3 separate regions of the Mus musculus genome follow, and regions 2 and 3 are each linked to region 1. Evidence: chromatin contacts called from public Micro-C and promoter capture Hi-C data. All regions are on one chromosome and are shown on one strand. Each heading gives the region's core, a stretch centred on a gene start, on an enhancer-like site or on the middle of the called end of the contact. The rest is flanking DNA. Distances are from core to core; before and after follow the strand shown.

What was found. Promoter capture Hi-C pulls out the DNA fragments that hold promoters and counts their contacts. A called contact is a pair of places that touch in the nucleus more often than the background predicts.
Region 2: a Micro-C map of embryonic stem cells shows a contact between it and region 1, with 15 times the contacts expected there. The contact joins the promoter of Nkx2-3 here to the promoter of Mxi1 in region 1. A contact is called at or near these places in 1 of 39 promoter capture datasets (embryonic stem cells) and 1 of 484 Hi-C or Micro-C datasets (embryonic stem cells).
Region 3: a contact with region 1 is called in a promoter capture Hi-C map of pre-B cells, with 4 times the contacts expected there. The contact joins the promoter of Pdzd8 here to the promoter of Mxi1 in region 1.

What each region holds. Positions count from the first base shown.
Region 1 is chr19:53,308,641-53,313,465 of GRCm38.p6, forward strand. It overlaps Mxi1 (MAX interactor 1, dimerization protein), which reads left to right and starts at 1,866. Exons shown (of 6, transcript NM_001008542.3): 1 at 1,866-2,333. The coding sequence starts at 2,060. Gm30541 (a long non-coding RNA gene) reads right to left here. Exons shown (of 3, transcript XR_003952895.1): 2 at 4,432-4,825.
Region 2 is chr19:43,610,102-43,614,926 of GRCm38.p6, forward strand. It overlaps Nkx2-3 (NK2 homeobox 3), which reads left to right and starts at 2,224. Exons shown (of 2, transcript NM_008699.2): 1 at 2,224-2,748; 2 at 4,205-4,825. The coding sequence starts at 2,400. Gm20467 (a long non-coding RNA gene) reads right to left here and starts at 1,955. Exons shown (of 4, transcript XR_001782682.2): 1 at 1,701-1,955; 2 at 1,001-1,089; 3 at 301-809.
Region 3 is chr19:59,343,372-59,348,196 of GRCm38.p6, forward strand. Pdzd8 (PDZ domain containing 8) reads right to left here and starts at 2,409. Exons shown (of 5, transcript NM_001033222.3): 1 at 1,348-2,409. The coding sequence starts at 2,216.

The DNA.
Region 1 (4,825 bases), core at 616-3,115:
AGAACAGCAAGTGCTCTGAGCTGCTGGGCTATCTCTCTAGCCCATGGCCTATATTTTTAATTTATTTATGAACTTTTAAAAATCTATTTGGGTGTTTTGCCTGCATGCATGTCTGTCTTTACACCACATGTGCCTAGTGTCTGCAGAGGTTAGAAAGGGGTGTCTGGTCCCCTGGAACTTCAGTTACAGACGGTTGTGAGCTGGGAATTGAAGCTGGGTCCTCTGGAAGAACAACCAGTGCCCTTAGCCTCTGAGCTACCTCTTCCCCTATTTATGTTTAAACGTGTGCATGTGTTCCTGGGATGAACTCAGGGCTTTGTGCACGCTGGGCAGGTAAGCTGCCCTACCACTCTGTTATATTCACAGCCTAGTTTTATAATATTTTTGAAAGCACACAAAGGCCTTCTTGCAGGTCTATGTGTGTGTGGGGGGGGGAGTGGGGGGTATACACATGAGCTGTAAATGTTAAAGAGCATTTTGCAAAGAAAATATTCTTTGTTAACAAAGTTTCCATTTTCAGTCTTTGTGACAAAAGTATAGGGAAGTGTCTCTGGGCTGGTGAGGACAGGGGGCAGCACAAGTCCAGGTCCCCTTACGAGGTCAGTCTGGGTAGATTCCTTTTAGAACTGTTTTCCAGTGAAGTGCAGAAAAGTCTTGTTTACCTCATTCATTCTGACTTAGATTCAAGTTACAGCAGCAAAGGGGACCTAGGTTCCAACTGAGAAAGTTCTCACAGAGGGGCTGCCATTGTAGCCCAGTGTGAGAACACTTGCCCAGCAGGCACAAAGCTTTGATCTTCAGGAACAAAACAAAACAAAAATTCTTAGTATGTGCCCAAGATGTTCTAGGTGTAGTTTTGACTTAGTTCACGAAAGCATCTTCTCAGAGGTTTCAGGGATGTGCAAATTTTGACCAGGAAGGGTTAGAGGATTTGATTTGTTCAGTCTGCTTGAGTAGGCCGAGAACTCCAAGCCTTCTTTACCAGGCTATCCAGGTGTCTCCCACACTCTGGTCAGGCAGGCCTGGTGGCTCCCAGTGGCAGCAGTGAAACTGTTGGAGGGAGTAGGGGATAAAGACTCCAGGTGTGGGAGTGGGGAGTGAGGGAAGGAGGGAAGAAGAGGTTCCTAGGTTGCCACTTCTATCTAGGGGGCACTCTGTCAAGTGAAAGGGCAGGCAGTTGTAGTGACGCCCTGCTGTGAGCTTTGCACAGCTGGACTGAGTGAGTGTGGAGAGATGCTCACATCTCCTCCCGCTTCCTGGAAAATAACTTTGCATTTGAAGGGTTGCAAAGGAGTCGGTAAATCTGAACCCGGACAGGGTAGCCTGGAGACTTCCTCTGCTTGTGTGAAGGTACACACAGGTGTGTGTGTGTGTGTGTGTGTGTGTGTGTTCGAGCGTGTGAGGGGTCATGTGTAAAATGTTTGTGTTGGGAGGAGTTTCTAGTTACATGTGATGTTTCTATTCTTCCCGTCAGAATTGGGCTTTTATTGTTTGATTTTGAAATAAGGTCTTTTTTATTTTTTTAAAAAATGCCTAGCAGCTATCATTTATTGGGGACCTCCTATGTGCCAGGCATTGTGCTGAATTTATTTTTCTGTAAAGAAAAATTGTTTTTATCCAGGTCCACCTAGAGACATCCGAGGGTTTTTTTTTTTTTTTTTCCCATTCTTATTAAAGCACAGTGCTGTCTACGCAGCTAGGATTTGCGGAGAGGCGGGGAAGGGTGCTGGATAGGCAGGGGGCGGGCCCTGCCTCCCTAGCCGCCACCATTTATTTTGACCGGTCAGATGGCATCGGGCTCGCACTAGGACCCAGGCGCCACAGCGCCTCCGTCCGTCCTGTAGGTTCATTCAATCTCCCATACACACAGACCCACACAGCGAGAGCGACACACACTCACACTCACAACCGCACGCAGCGAGGCTCGGGAAGTCAGTCAGGCCGGCTCCTTGCCCCGGTGCCTCGGTGACTCCAGCAGGCCGGGTCTCCCAGAGGCCCTGCAGCTCGGCCGGCCGCGCAGCCCCGGACAAGGAGCAGCTCCGCGGACCCCCGTGCCTCCATGGGCAAACGCGGGCGGCCGCGCAAGGAGGCGCGCTGCGAGGGCGCGGGGCTGGTCCCCGTCGCGCCCCCGGCCATGCCCCCGGCCGCGGCCGCGCCCCAGCCCCCGGCGCAGCCGGAGGAGCCGGCGGGGGCCAAGCCCCGGTGCCCCTTCTCGGACATTTTCAACACCAGCGAGAACTCGATGGAGAAGCACATCAACACTTTTCTGCAGAACGTGCAGATTCTGCTCGAGGCAGCCAGCTACCTGGAGCAGATCGAGAAAGAAAACAAAAGTAAGTTTGGGGGCCCCGACTGCTCGCCTGCGTCCAGCTCTTTCTTTCTCACCCCCTTGTGCGACCCCTGTCGCTTACTCGGTTCGCCGCCGCCCCCCCGCAACAAACACACACACACACACACACACACACACACACACACACACACACACGTACCCTCGGCAGTAAAGCCGATGACACCGGAGAAAGGACACGCACGCACGCACAAAGCTGCTAAAGATGTAACAAAGACAGCGAAGGGGAGAGGGAGCCTGTCGGTGCCTTGGTCTGTCGGTCTCCAGCAGGCCCGGAGGACGGCCTGGCCGAGGAGTGGGGGAGTGTTGTTGTTTGCTGACAACTGGGCTGAGAGGCTGCGAGCTCGTCTCTCCGAGGTCGCCTTTCTTCCCTTTTTTTTTTTTTTTTCCTCCTTTTTCTTTCCGGAGCCTACTCCGGCAGACAAGTGTTTTGGTTTGGCTTATGGTTTTGGTTTTTTTTTTTTTGTTTTGTTTTGTTTTTATTTTTTTGTTTTGTTTTGTTTCTGTTTTTGTCGCTCGTTCCAGGGTTGGGTGGGGATGAGAAGCTGAAAGTTGGAAACCGTTTGCAGAGCTCAGGGCTTCCAGAAAGAAAACACAGACACACATTACAACAATAACAACCGCCACCACCGAACAGCTCTCCGCGCCGTGGACTCCGGCTCTTCTTCCTGCCTACTTCGTTTCTCCTTCCTTCCACAGCAGGACTAGGCTCAGGCCATCGTGTCCACAGACACAGTTCCCCTGTGCCTCCTTGCCTCTGGGATGCCACGGCCTCTGGTCCCCTCAAAGAAACAGGCCAGAGGAACCAGGCAGCGCCGGCAGCCCTCCCTGGACCTGCGGTCCTGCGCGCGCTGGGGTAGGGAGGGGGGGACTTGGCGAGGGGGACGTGGCTAAAAGCAAACTTTAGGATTCCGCAGAAACAATAGTTGGGGGAAAAGGTGTGGGCGGTTGTGTCCATTTTCTTTATTTTCAGAGACGCACAGGACGAGCAAGGCAAACGCCTTACAGGGTTCCGTCCACCCCCACCCCCCCCGCACTCCCCCCCAGGTGGAGACCGATGCTAGGAACCCCACCCGGGCCTGGGCTTCCTCTCTGTATTTGTTTCATTTTTGTCCCTGCCCATTGGAACCCCCAGCTCTCGCCAGGCATTCGACTCAGCAGCACCCTAACGGGGGCAAGCGTGTGCTGCGTCTCCAGCACCATCAGAATAATAGCTGTGAGAAGGAAGATCGGGCCAAGGGAGAGAAAGACTCACGGAGAAGAGAAAAACGAGATGTGTAATCTGTCAGAACAAGTAGGAGATCAATGGGAGAGAGACCCGATTGCAACGTGTCAGGTCTTGCAAGACCCCCCCCCCCAACACACACACACACACACACACACACACACACACACACACACACACACGCCAGCCCTCAAAACACAAAAACACCTTCCCCAAATACACCCGGGCCTTTAGGGTTAAAGTAACCGAGTATCGCCAGCGCAATTTGTGGGGACGGGGTAGGACCAAAACAAGGATTTCTGTTGGGAGGTCTGTGGTGCGATCTTTTCTTTCTCTGTCGCCTCTTTGCTCCGAGTGCCTGCCTGGCTTGCCAGAGGCACATCGCCGTCAGGCTGTGTAGCCGAGTCGCTGAGCGATTATTCACCCGGGTGTGTGTGTGTGTGTGTGTGTGGAGGGGGTGCACTCGTCTGGAGAATAGTTTCTGAAAAGCCCAGCTAGTAGGGAGCTGGGTGAAGAGGTGGTTTTGTTTGGTGTGTTTGCTTTTGTTGCAGGGGGAGGGGCGCGATTTCTGTAGTCGTCCCCCTCCCGGATCCCCTCTGTCGCTGGAGTCTGTCCCGTGGCGCCGACTCCGACCCGGGGGGGGGGGTGCACCCAAAGAGGGCACCTTGGCAATATTCAGCGAACCTCATCCCCCACCCCCACCCCCGCAACGAGGAATATTAAGGAGGTAGCCAGAGATTCCCTAGCCTCTCGTGTTTCCCCCCCCACACACACACACTTCATACCCGCAGACAATCGGAGACCTACCCCCCACATACCCCCCCCCCCGCGCCCTGGCCGCCTCCACCTCCTTGTTTACCCCGTGTCGGGGCTCCGGCGTGGCCACTAGTCACGTAAGCAGAGAGCCGGGCGCGCCCGGCTGGGCTGCCCCGCGCGGGGCGGGCCCGTGGTGGCCGAGCCAAGGTTCCAGAGGCCGGTGCAGTTAAGGGGCTTCCTCTCGGACCCTCTCCCTGGGTGTCCTCTCTGCAAGACGGCCGGCCATGGAGAGGGGCTCGAGAGCCTCTGCACCCCAGTCAAAGTCAACTTCATGTGCGTAATCAGCCCCTCGGCCCGCAGCCCCCCTCCTCCGACCGGCTCCCCGCGGGAGTATTTTTAGCACTCTCGCGTCTTTTCGCCGCTGCTGTTTGGCTCGAAATGACGTGATGCCAACAGCCCCCAGATTTCCCCGAGAGCGTGGGGCGCTGCGCCGTGCC
Region 2 (4,825 bases), core at 974-3,473, 9.7 Mb before region 1:
AAGTGAGGCCGACCGCCCTTAGCAAGCAAGAAACCAAGCAAGAAAAATATGCGCTCCCGACAGAAGCAACGGCTTTTTATCTTTTCTTTGGTCCAGATCTTGAAATCACTTGAAAGCTAAGAAAAGTGGAGAGCAGAAAGGAACACAAGCATTTCTCTGCGATGGGTTTTGCCTTGCAGTTGGCTGCAGGGTGGGGAACTGAGACTGGAGCATGGTTTCCTTCTGGTCCTCTGTCTGGCAGCTGGGACGCGCAGCACGCGTCCACTCAAAGTCCCCCACCCTGCAGCGCGGCGCACTCACCCCACCTCTGGATGTTTGAGCTTCGGATCCACAGCAAAACCAGGCACACTCTTCCTTCCCTTGGTGGGCTGGCGGGCCCTTTGTAGAGACCACGGCCTCTGCCCGCAGCGTCTAGTTTCAAGTCTTAGAGCAAAAAGGCTCCTGCGACCAAGGAATGGTTTCAAGGAGCCGGGGCCTAACCACAGATGATCTTTCCCCATCTCCCCCAGAGCACGTGGAGGGAGCCTCGTACCAGCCTCCCGGGTGGCCCCACGAGCTGCCTCCCCGCTGTATTTCCGCTCCCCCCCCAAGAGCCCCGCCTCTCTCTCCTCCCAACCCGCAGTTCTTTCTTTCCAGGACCAAGGGCATCAACTCCTCTCGCTGCCGCCTCGGGGTTCCGCAAGGCCGCTCTCCACGTAATCCGCATTCATGCCCTGTCTACAAGTTTCCTAGGGCGTCGTCCTCGGTCACCGCGCCGCCATCCGGCGAACCCTTCTAGTTGAGGCCGGTCTCTCCCAAACTGTGAGGTTCTACGGGGGCGGGGGGGGGGGGAGGGAGGGAGAGAGAGAGAGAGAGAGAGAGAGAGAGAGAGAGAGAGAGAGAATAAATAAAAGCAAGGGCGGCCTACTGAGGAACCCTACGTTGAAAGCGGAACTAGTTTGGTTTTCCAAGGCCTGCTGCCCACACCTTTTGCTCTTAATCTCACAATAGTGCCCCTTACCACTCAGGGGCTAGGTATGTAGGCGGGTGGATACCAGAAGGTGGTCTCCATCAGGCAGTTTTCTGAATCTGAGGCTGCATTTAGTCTCCCTGCAGAACACAACCACGGTTTCAGAAAGAGAGAAATAAGGCGTTTCAGAAAGTTGAGGCCTAGGCTCGGGCTCCCGATTCCCTTCAGAAGGCTGCCTGAGCTGCAGCCACAGCGGGGGTCCCCTCCCTTCTGAGACCAGAGCCACCCAGTGTGTGCAGTGGAACACCAGCCCGGTCAGAATCAATGCAGGCAACAAACACTGCTCTGACCTCCCACAAAGAACAAGGGTAGTTACAAGTATTGAGCTCTTTGCTTTAAGTAGACAACTGTGCTATGCTTCCGGCCTGGTTATCCTTTAAAAAACAAAAACAAAAAAACTCCAACAATAACCCTAGAAGAGGCAATTCGGCTCCTTTATATTGACCAGGAAACTGAGAACGTCCAAAACCAAATACTGACTCAGGCCAGGCTTCGAAGCATAGAGCCTCTGCACACTAACAGAACTCGGTCGTCTTGTCTTCTACAGACCTGCTCTCTGAAGCCACTTCGAGGGCTGCAAGGGCAAGTACGGTCTGGACCCTGCCCTCAGGGACTCACAATCTAAAGTGACAATCGAGCGGACACTAAGTACAGCTTTGGCACTAGATGGGAGAGTGACAAGTGACATTACTGAGCAAGTTCCGAGGAAGAGGACCTCTAGGTGAGGTGATCTGGCGGAGTTTCCTTGGAGGTATTTAAGCTTTTCCTCGGAGAACAGCTTTCCACTGTGGAAATGAGGGTGGGAAAGGCACTCCAGGTGGCGAGGACAGCTAGAGCAAAGGTGAGGTGGAATTTGACACGTCGCTCATATTTCCACAGATACAACACTCCTCTCCTTAGAAATCCGCAGTCTGGCCTCTCAGAACTGCCCCTGGTCGGGAAGGTGCAGCCAGGTGGAGCGGGAATCGGTGATTCGGACACCCGGTTTTTTGCAGCTTTTCCCACCGCGACTTGGATCTCAGGACCCTATTCTAGTCCCTGTCTATTTCTGGTAGCGCAGCAACATCCCACTGGGTGGACGCAGAGGGCGTGGCCCACATACACAAGAACCAATTGGGAAGGAGGCCAGGATGCCGACCCCGCCCCTTGACGTGACGCAGGGCCCCCGGACAGAGGCTTCACAGCCCCGGCCCCAGTCCTTGCAGTGGCTGTAACAAAACCCAGACCCCCAGGTCCCGGCCAATGGAGGGGATTTAGACTGGACCGCGTCTGTCAAAAGCTCGACTCCGCACCACCGCGGAGTCCAGAAGAAGAGCTGGAGCCACCGCACTCCCTCCCCGCCCCCGCCGGGATTTATTGAGTATTTGGACTGGACAATTAAGTGGCCCTGATGATGTTACCAAGCCCGGTCACCTCCACCCCTTTCTCAGTCAAAGACATTTTGAATCTGGAGCAGCAGCGGCACTTCCACGGAGCTCACTTGCAGGCGGAATTGGAGCAGCACTTCCACTCGGCACCCTGCATGCTGGCCACGGCTGAAGGGACGCAGTTTTCCGATGCAGGGGAGGAGGACGAGGAAGAAGAGGGAGAGAAACTGTCCTATTTGAACTCACTAGCTGCTGCCGAGGGCCATGGAGATTCGGGTCTCTGTCCTCAGAGCTATGTCCATACAGTTCTCCGAGACGCTTGCAGCGGGCCCAAGGAACAAGAAGAGGAGGTTGTGAGCGAACGGAGCCAAAGTGAGTAGAGGGGGAAGGAAACGCGTCCGCACACCTGGGGCAATGGCTCAGCGCCTATAAACCCACAAACCGTGCCTGCATGGCCACCCGCCCCTTTCACATTCGGCTAGGGTCATGCCTATGCCAGGTTCAAGGACAGCTCTGCAAAGCACAGGTACCTGAGATGGTGCTGGGGCGGGGATAAAAGAGAAAGAGAGAACAGCTCTTGCCCGGAGCAGGGACCCGGAGCAGTCCCCGAGGGAAGGAAAAGTGATTATTGCAATCCTGGTTCCTTGAGTAATGAGTGACGGGGGCCCAGAGCCTGGGTCGTAACTTGTCCGTTGTGTGTGTGTTCTCTCGCACACCCATCTTCTCAAAAAAAAAGGGGGGGGTCAGTTTTCTGCCATTTTTCTGTCTTTCTTCTAACGTGAGGTGAATTCAGCGAGGCCAGGGCAGTCACCCCGGCTGTCCCGAAAAGGCAGTGCAAGAATGTTGTGTTTGGGCCATCCTTTCGGGCAAGACTTTGAGAGACACCAGCTTACTTCGGAGCTTGCAGTTCTTACGTTCGAACTGCAAGGAGGAGAGGTGGTGGCCAATGTGTGGGAGCTCGATCCATATCAGATGACGGCAGCAAGTCACACCCAGGAGGTGAAGGCCTCTGAAAAAAAATATCGTAATGCTCGCTTTGTTTCTTATACTGCAGGCGGAGTGGAATGGTTAAAGTTCCTGAATTAGTTCTGAGTGGGATTCTGGCCATTCAGCAGATCAGAGGTGGGGCAGGCAGGAGAATCAGATAATTGAATAAGCCCATAAGGAAATGTCTGAAAGGGAAACAGGATCAAATAATCTCTTCTCCGAGTGGAGATTTGATCTGGCTGAGACCAAAATCTTTTCTCTAACAATTCTCCAGGCCTAACACAGACATGAAACTGTCTAAATCGGTCCATCCAACTGTTTTTCCTCTGTAAGGTAACATACAGATACTGTCACAGACGCGTTCTCAGTAGTTTTGAAAATTAAAAAAAAAATCAATTCTTGAGCTGCACATACGCCTTTCACTTAGATATTTCCAAAGAGAAACAATTTTTGCAATCAACCCATGCATCCAGGCCTCCAGTCCCCAATACCAACTCGTTCCACACCTTCAGGGGAGTGGAAGGCAAACGAGTTTGCAGATACGGGGTCCTGTTCCGCGGTCGCCTGAAAATTGTTATTAGCCCCTGGACCGGCACATTTAATCTATTTTCTCGCTGATGCTCAAATTTAATAAATGCGAGCTAATTACTCTCACCGAATACGCCTTCTCCCGGTGGAGGTGCTCCGCCTGACGCGGGGGGGATGGGGGGGGCGGAATTGGGCTCCAGAAACTATGAACTTTCCCCAAAACTAGCATTTACTACGGGAGTGTTTTGTGCCTCTGGGGCGCAGGGGTGGTATCCTGAGAACTAGAAAGGCTAATGTCTTGCTTCTCCCTTAGAAAGCTGTCAGTTGAAGAAGTCTCTGGAAGCGGCGGGAGACTGTAAGACGAGCGAGGACGGCGAGAGGCCGAAGCCGCGGAGCCGCCGGAAGCCCCGGGTGCTCTTCTCGCAAGCTCAGGTCTTTGAGCTGGAGCGCAGGTTCAAGCAGCAGCGGTACCTGTCGGCGCCCGAGCGCGAGCATCTCGCCAGCAGCCTGAAGCTCACGTCCACGCAGGTGAAAATCTGGTTCCAGAATCGCAGGTACAAGTGCAAGAGACAGCGGCAGGATAAGTCCCTGGAGCTGGGGACGCACGCGCCGCCGCCGCCACCCCGCCGCGTGGCAGTGCCGGTGCTCGTGCGGGACGGCAAGCCGTGCGTCACGCCCAGCGCACAAACCTACGGCTCGCCCTACGGCGTGGGCGCCGGCGCCTACTCCTACAACAGCTTCCCCGCCTACGGCTACGGGAACTCGGCCGCCGCAGCCGCTGCAGCCGCCGCAGCCGCAGCAGCAGCGGCGGCTTACAGCGGCAGCTACGGCTGCGCCTATCCGACCGGTGGCGGCGGTGGTGGTGGCGGCACGGCCTCCGCGGCGACCACCGCCATGCAACCCGCCTGCAGCGCCACCGGCGGTGGATCCTTTG
Region 3 (4,825 bases), core at 1,159-3,658, 6.0 Mb after region 1:
TAAAACTACATATTGAGTGATGTACTCTGCAGTGGTTTCTGACTGATCAAGAGTTGTGATTATCAAACTTTGTAACAACTTTTGTTTATGACTTTCTAAGCAACACACTGCTATAAATACATCACTGCTTAAAACCTACAACTCATAATGCAGCCATGTAAAAACAGGTTTCATAAACTACATCTCCTTTACAGAACCAGAAATCCTGCATAGCATATGACCAGTTCACCATCCCCTACAAATCCATGGAAATATGTGCTCCACACAACAGTTCTCTCACCACCCAAAGTTTAAACTGTTGTTTATTCTCAATAAAACATAACTAGTGAAGTACAAGCTCCACAAAGCAAAAATCCATCCCAAATCTACACTACTCCTGCATTATATTGTGCCACAGACTTTGGGGTCTTCAATCTCCACTAAAGAGCAGTAGTAATGTAAGGCAATACTAGACTCATATTTCAGATTAAACAACAAAACCTAAAATGTTCTATGTACTGAACACAAAGTTAAAGGAGGATAGAAAGAGAAGTTGAAGATTTGGTCGTTTTAAAAGAAACAGGAGCCTTTCTACTGCACCAAGCCTTCCAAGTCCCACCTATGAAACCTCTAATCCTCCAAATACTCATTTCCCCTTCCACTTCCAATTCATCAAAAGAAAACTCATGCATTAACTAATCAGAAGTGCATCACATAAAGCCAGATACAGAGGAACTTTAAAAAACTTCAAATCACTGTCTTTAAAATATTACCCACAAGGTGACTTGGAGTATTGGGTTAAGGAACAGCCACCGGGAGTAGACACCTGAGAAGTCTGGGTCTGTTTGTGGTGAGGAGCCTACTTCCCAAGGGCAGATGACAGTTACCCCAAATTCACAGAGAAGACCACCTGGCACCGGACTCAACTCCTCCAAATCACATCCCTCTACAACAACCCGTGCCTCTGCCCGGAGAGCTGCCAAGGCCCGTGCCACACAGAAACACCCGGGATGTGAGCACGCCCTTCAGGTCTGCAATGTGCCCAGGAACAACTTTTCCACGTGGTGCAGGAGATGCTGCAAAGGCAGACACAGCCGCTGCCTTCCGGTTGCAACAACCACACACAAGTGTGTCTCAACAGACCCAGGAGAGGCACTCACTGACTGGCCAGGGACAAGGCGCTCAGGCCTCCAGCTCCCTGTGCTGCCTTGGCAGCACGGGAAGTGCCCACTACCCGCCTTTCTTTGCTTGGGGGCCTCAGTCCAGGTGGAAGCAAACTGCAGGCCAGGGTCGTGCTGGGAATCTGCCTTGGCCCTTCCCTGGCTAACCTCCCCCGGGTAGCCTCGGCTCCCCTGACCCTCCTCTCACCTGATCTTGTAACTGGGCAGGGTGTGCTTGCGCTTGATGATCTTCTTGAGCTGGTTGACGATGATGGAGGTGAGCTGGGGCATGGGCCGCCCCTCGAACTGGGAGCGCACCTCGAAGTCAATCAGCGGGTCCTCCACGAAGGAGAAGAACCAGTGGGTGAAGGGCACGCGGGTGAGGACGAAGCGCAGCCTCCCCACCACGCGAGACAGCTTCACGAACAGGTAGGCGGACTTGCCAAACACCAGGTCCACGTCGATGGCCAGGTGGAAACCGCCGTTGTACTCCACCTCCGCTTCAAAGGCCAGCTCCTCCGGGCAGGTGGCGGGCAGCGCGTCCCCGTCGGGGTCGTCGGGCTCGCCGGTGCCCGAGGCCACCACGGGCCGCACCAGCCGGATGGTCTTGATGAAGGGCACCGTGTCGCCCAGGAACACGTCGCGCAGACTCAGCCCCTCCAGCAGGCGGCCGGCCGTCTTGGTCTGCAGCAGCTCCTCGAACTCCACCTTGATCTTCTTGGTGACCCAGCGGCGGGCGAGCGCGGTGTCCCGCAGCTCCCGGAACAGGAACAGGATGGTGGCGTTGAGGAAGTAGCAGGTCTCCAGCGTCGGCGGGGCCGGGCTGTCGGGGGTCGGGGTCGAGCTGGCGCCGGCCTCGGAGGAGCAAGCAGCGAGCTCCTCGGCGCCGCCGCCATAAAGGTACTCCCTGAGGGGCAGGCCCGGCACCGGCTTAAGGTAGCGGAAGCCGTCGCCCGCGCGGGCCGCTTCGTCCGCCCGCGGCTCGGGCTGTCTGCGGTAGAGTAGCAGGAACTGTGCGAGCAGCGTGAGGAACGAGCCCAGCACGGCCGACGCCAGGATCAGGAGCAGCAGCCCCATCCCGCCGCCCCCGCCGCAACCCTCGGCCTGCTCCCGCGCTCTCCGCGCCGCCCTCCTCCTCACGCCGTCGCCCCCGCCGCCTCCATCTTGAGGACATCGGTCGCGGATGAGCGGCTCCCTGGGCCCGAACCGAGCGTCCGCAGTCCGACGCTGCCTGGCGGCGCCTTAGCCCGCCGCGGCCCCGCGCCTCCTCAGACGCTCCCCCGGGGGCGGCCCGAGCGGCGGACCGGCGGCGGGCGAGGGCGGGAACGGCGCCTCCCCACAGAGCCTGCGCTCATTGGGCGAGCGGCGCGTGACGTCAGAGCGTGCGCGCCCCCGGCGCCGGGCGCCCCGGCGCGCTTGGACGCGGGTCCTTTCCCACCTCTCGGCGCGCTTCCAGCGCCGCTCCCCCCACGCCCCTGCATTCCTGCCGCCGGCGGCGCGGCGATCCGTGCGTCCGTCGTCTCCGGAGGGCGCGAGATAACGGAAGGAGACCTGGATAAGTCGGGCTGACGGGGCCCGGCGCGGCCGTCCGTTATTCCGCGCCCATCCCCCGCGGCGGCCGTGGGTCCTGCCGGATACCTCTGTGGCGACCGCCCAGCATCCCTCAGTGTGTTGCTGCCTCCCCTGCAGGGCAGCGCCGCAGAGAGCCTGAGCACAGGCGGTTGGGACACTGCCCGAGCCGGCCAGAGGACAGACTGCATCAGGGATTGCCATCGCTAGCCCGCACAGACCGGCAGACCTGCATCCGCAGAGAATGGGCCCCGAGAAGGGACCAAGCGGAACCGCGAGAAGGGGACTAACTTTCCTACCTTGGGGATTTCAATTTAAGTGAGAAAGAAGTTTATTTGAGGTCTGGGAGGAGTGGGTGAGCTGAGTGAATTTGCCAGCATATTGGAAGGTGTCTTAGCGACTCCATTCAGATTGTTCACGCCCCCCTCCTCCCTTCTTTCCTCTCTGAGGGCATTATCCGGAGTCCATCCCTCAGGCCATTACTTTTAGTGCCTACCAATTTCACAGAATAACCCGTGGTACCCGTGGCATAGTAAAGAAATTGCTTAGGGGTCACATCGTGGGATCCTAAGTCCTTGGTTTCTACTTGGCATAATAACACGGAGGATGCTGGAGGTTTTTTTTGGGGGGGGGGGTTGTTTGTTTGTTTGTTTTTCGAGACAGGGTTTCTCTGTGTAGCCCTGGCTGTCCTGGAATTCACTGTGTAGACCATGCTGGCCTCGAACTCAGAAATCCACCTGCCTCTGCCTCCCAAGTGCTGAGATTAAAGGCGTATGCCGCCACCGCTCAGCTTAGCTTTTTGGTTTTGAAAATAAAAAATAATAAAAATTTAAAAAGCCGATCAGGGATCAGGTCCCAGTTGCTCCATAAAGGAGAGTTGGAGATGCAGAGACTGGGAAAAGTGGAAGATTTTGCAGAGGGTACCAATAGAGCCAGAAGCCTTTGTGTTCCCTGGCAACGGTGTTTCCTCTGGTGCTTTCTGACTACTCAGTTGTTACATCACAGTTTTTATCTGTCCTCACCGACACAACTTGTCTAGTCCTAGGGAGGTCAGGTATTCCGCTACTAAAACCCTCGTGGATTCAGGCTGGCTCTTGAGACATCAGTACAGGGATCCTTTCTAGTCTTGACTGGGTGATTGGAGCCTTAAACCAGAGTTCTGACCCAGCTGAGCCAAGTATAGAACTTTGGAAGCAAATTGATAATGTAATGAAATCTTATCAACCAGATTGACTGAGAAACACCTAGGGAGGCCTAAATGTGTGTCTGGGAGTGTCTTTGAGGGCATTTGCCCAAATGATTTAGGGCCTGAGGACTGGCTTAAGGAATGGATGTTTTATGGGTTCATAATATGATGATGGCATTATTGGAAGGTTGTGAAAGCAGGGAGGGAGGACCTGGCTGGAAGAAGCGGGTCAGTAGGGCAGTGTCCTTGGGGATAGGTCCCAGCCTCTTCCTACACTCTTCTGGATTTCTGTTGGTTGGGAGGGATTGAGCTTACCTCTGCTTTGCCACGCCCTCCCTGACTTGATGGATTGACACCTCTGAAACCATAAGCTAAAAATCAATCCTCCTTTTAGTTTGCTTATATCTGGTCTTTGTCACAAACTTAGAAAAATAATACAGTAGCAAAACTCAGGGCAAAGCAGAAACAAGTTTAGAATGTGTGGTAAGAAATGATACATTGAATCATTTTGTGAACTGTGAAGATAAAATCCAACATACACCTATAACAAATGAGCAGAACAGAGTCCCTGCCCTCGGGTATGCCAGGCCCAGGCAGACAGTCACACAGGTAACTAGAGATAAGAAAGACACTGCTCTAGCAGAGGCATACTGGAGATGCTACAGTAACAGAGTCTTCTAGTTCAGGGGCAGAGAGCAGAAACTGCCTGTGGCTAACATCACTGCCATGTGATTCCTGGTAATGACAGTGGACTATCTCTCTGATCTCAGCTGCAAGATGTTCCTTTCAGGCTTGCATAGAACCCTAGGCTGAGAGGATTATTTCTGCCTCATCTACCATTGTACTTACCTTGCTATCTTGTCAACTGTACACGTCTGCTCTTAGTTTCTATGCCTCCCCCTCCTCCAACCCCTGGACTCAGACAAAGAGC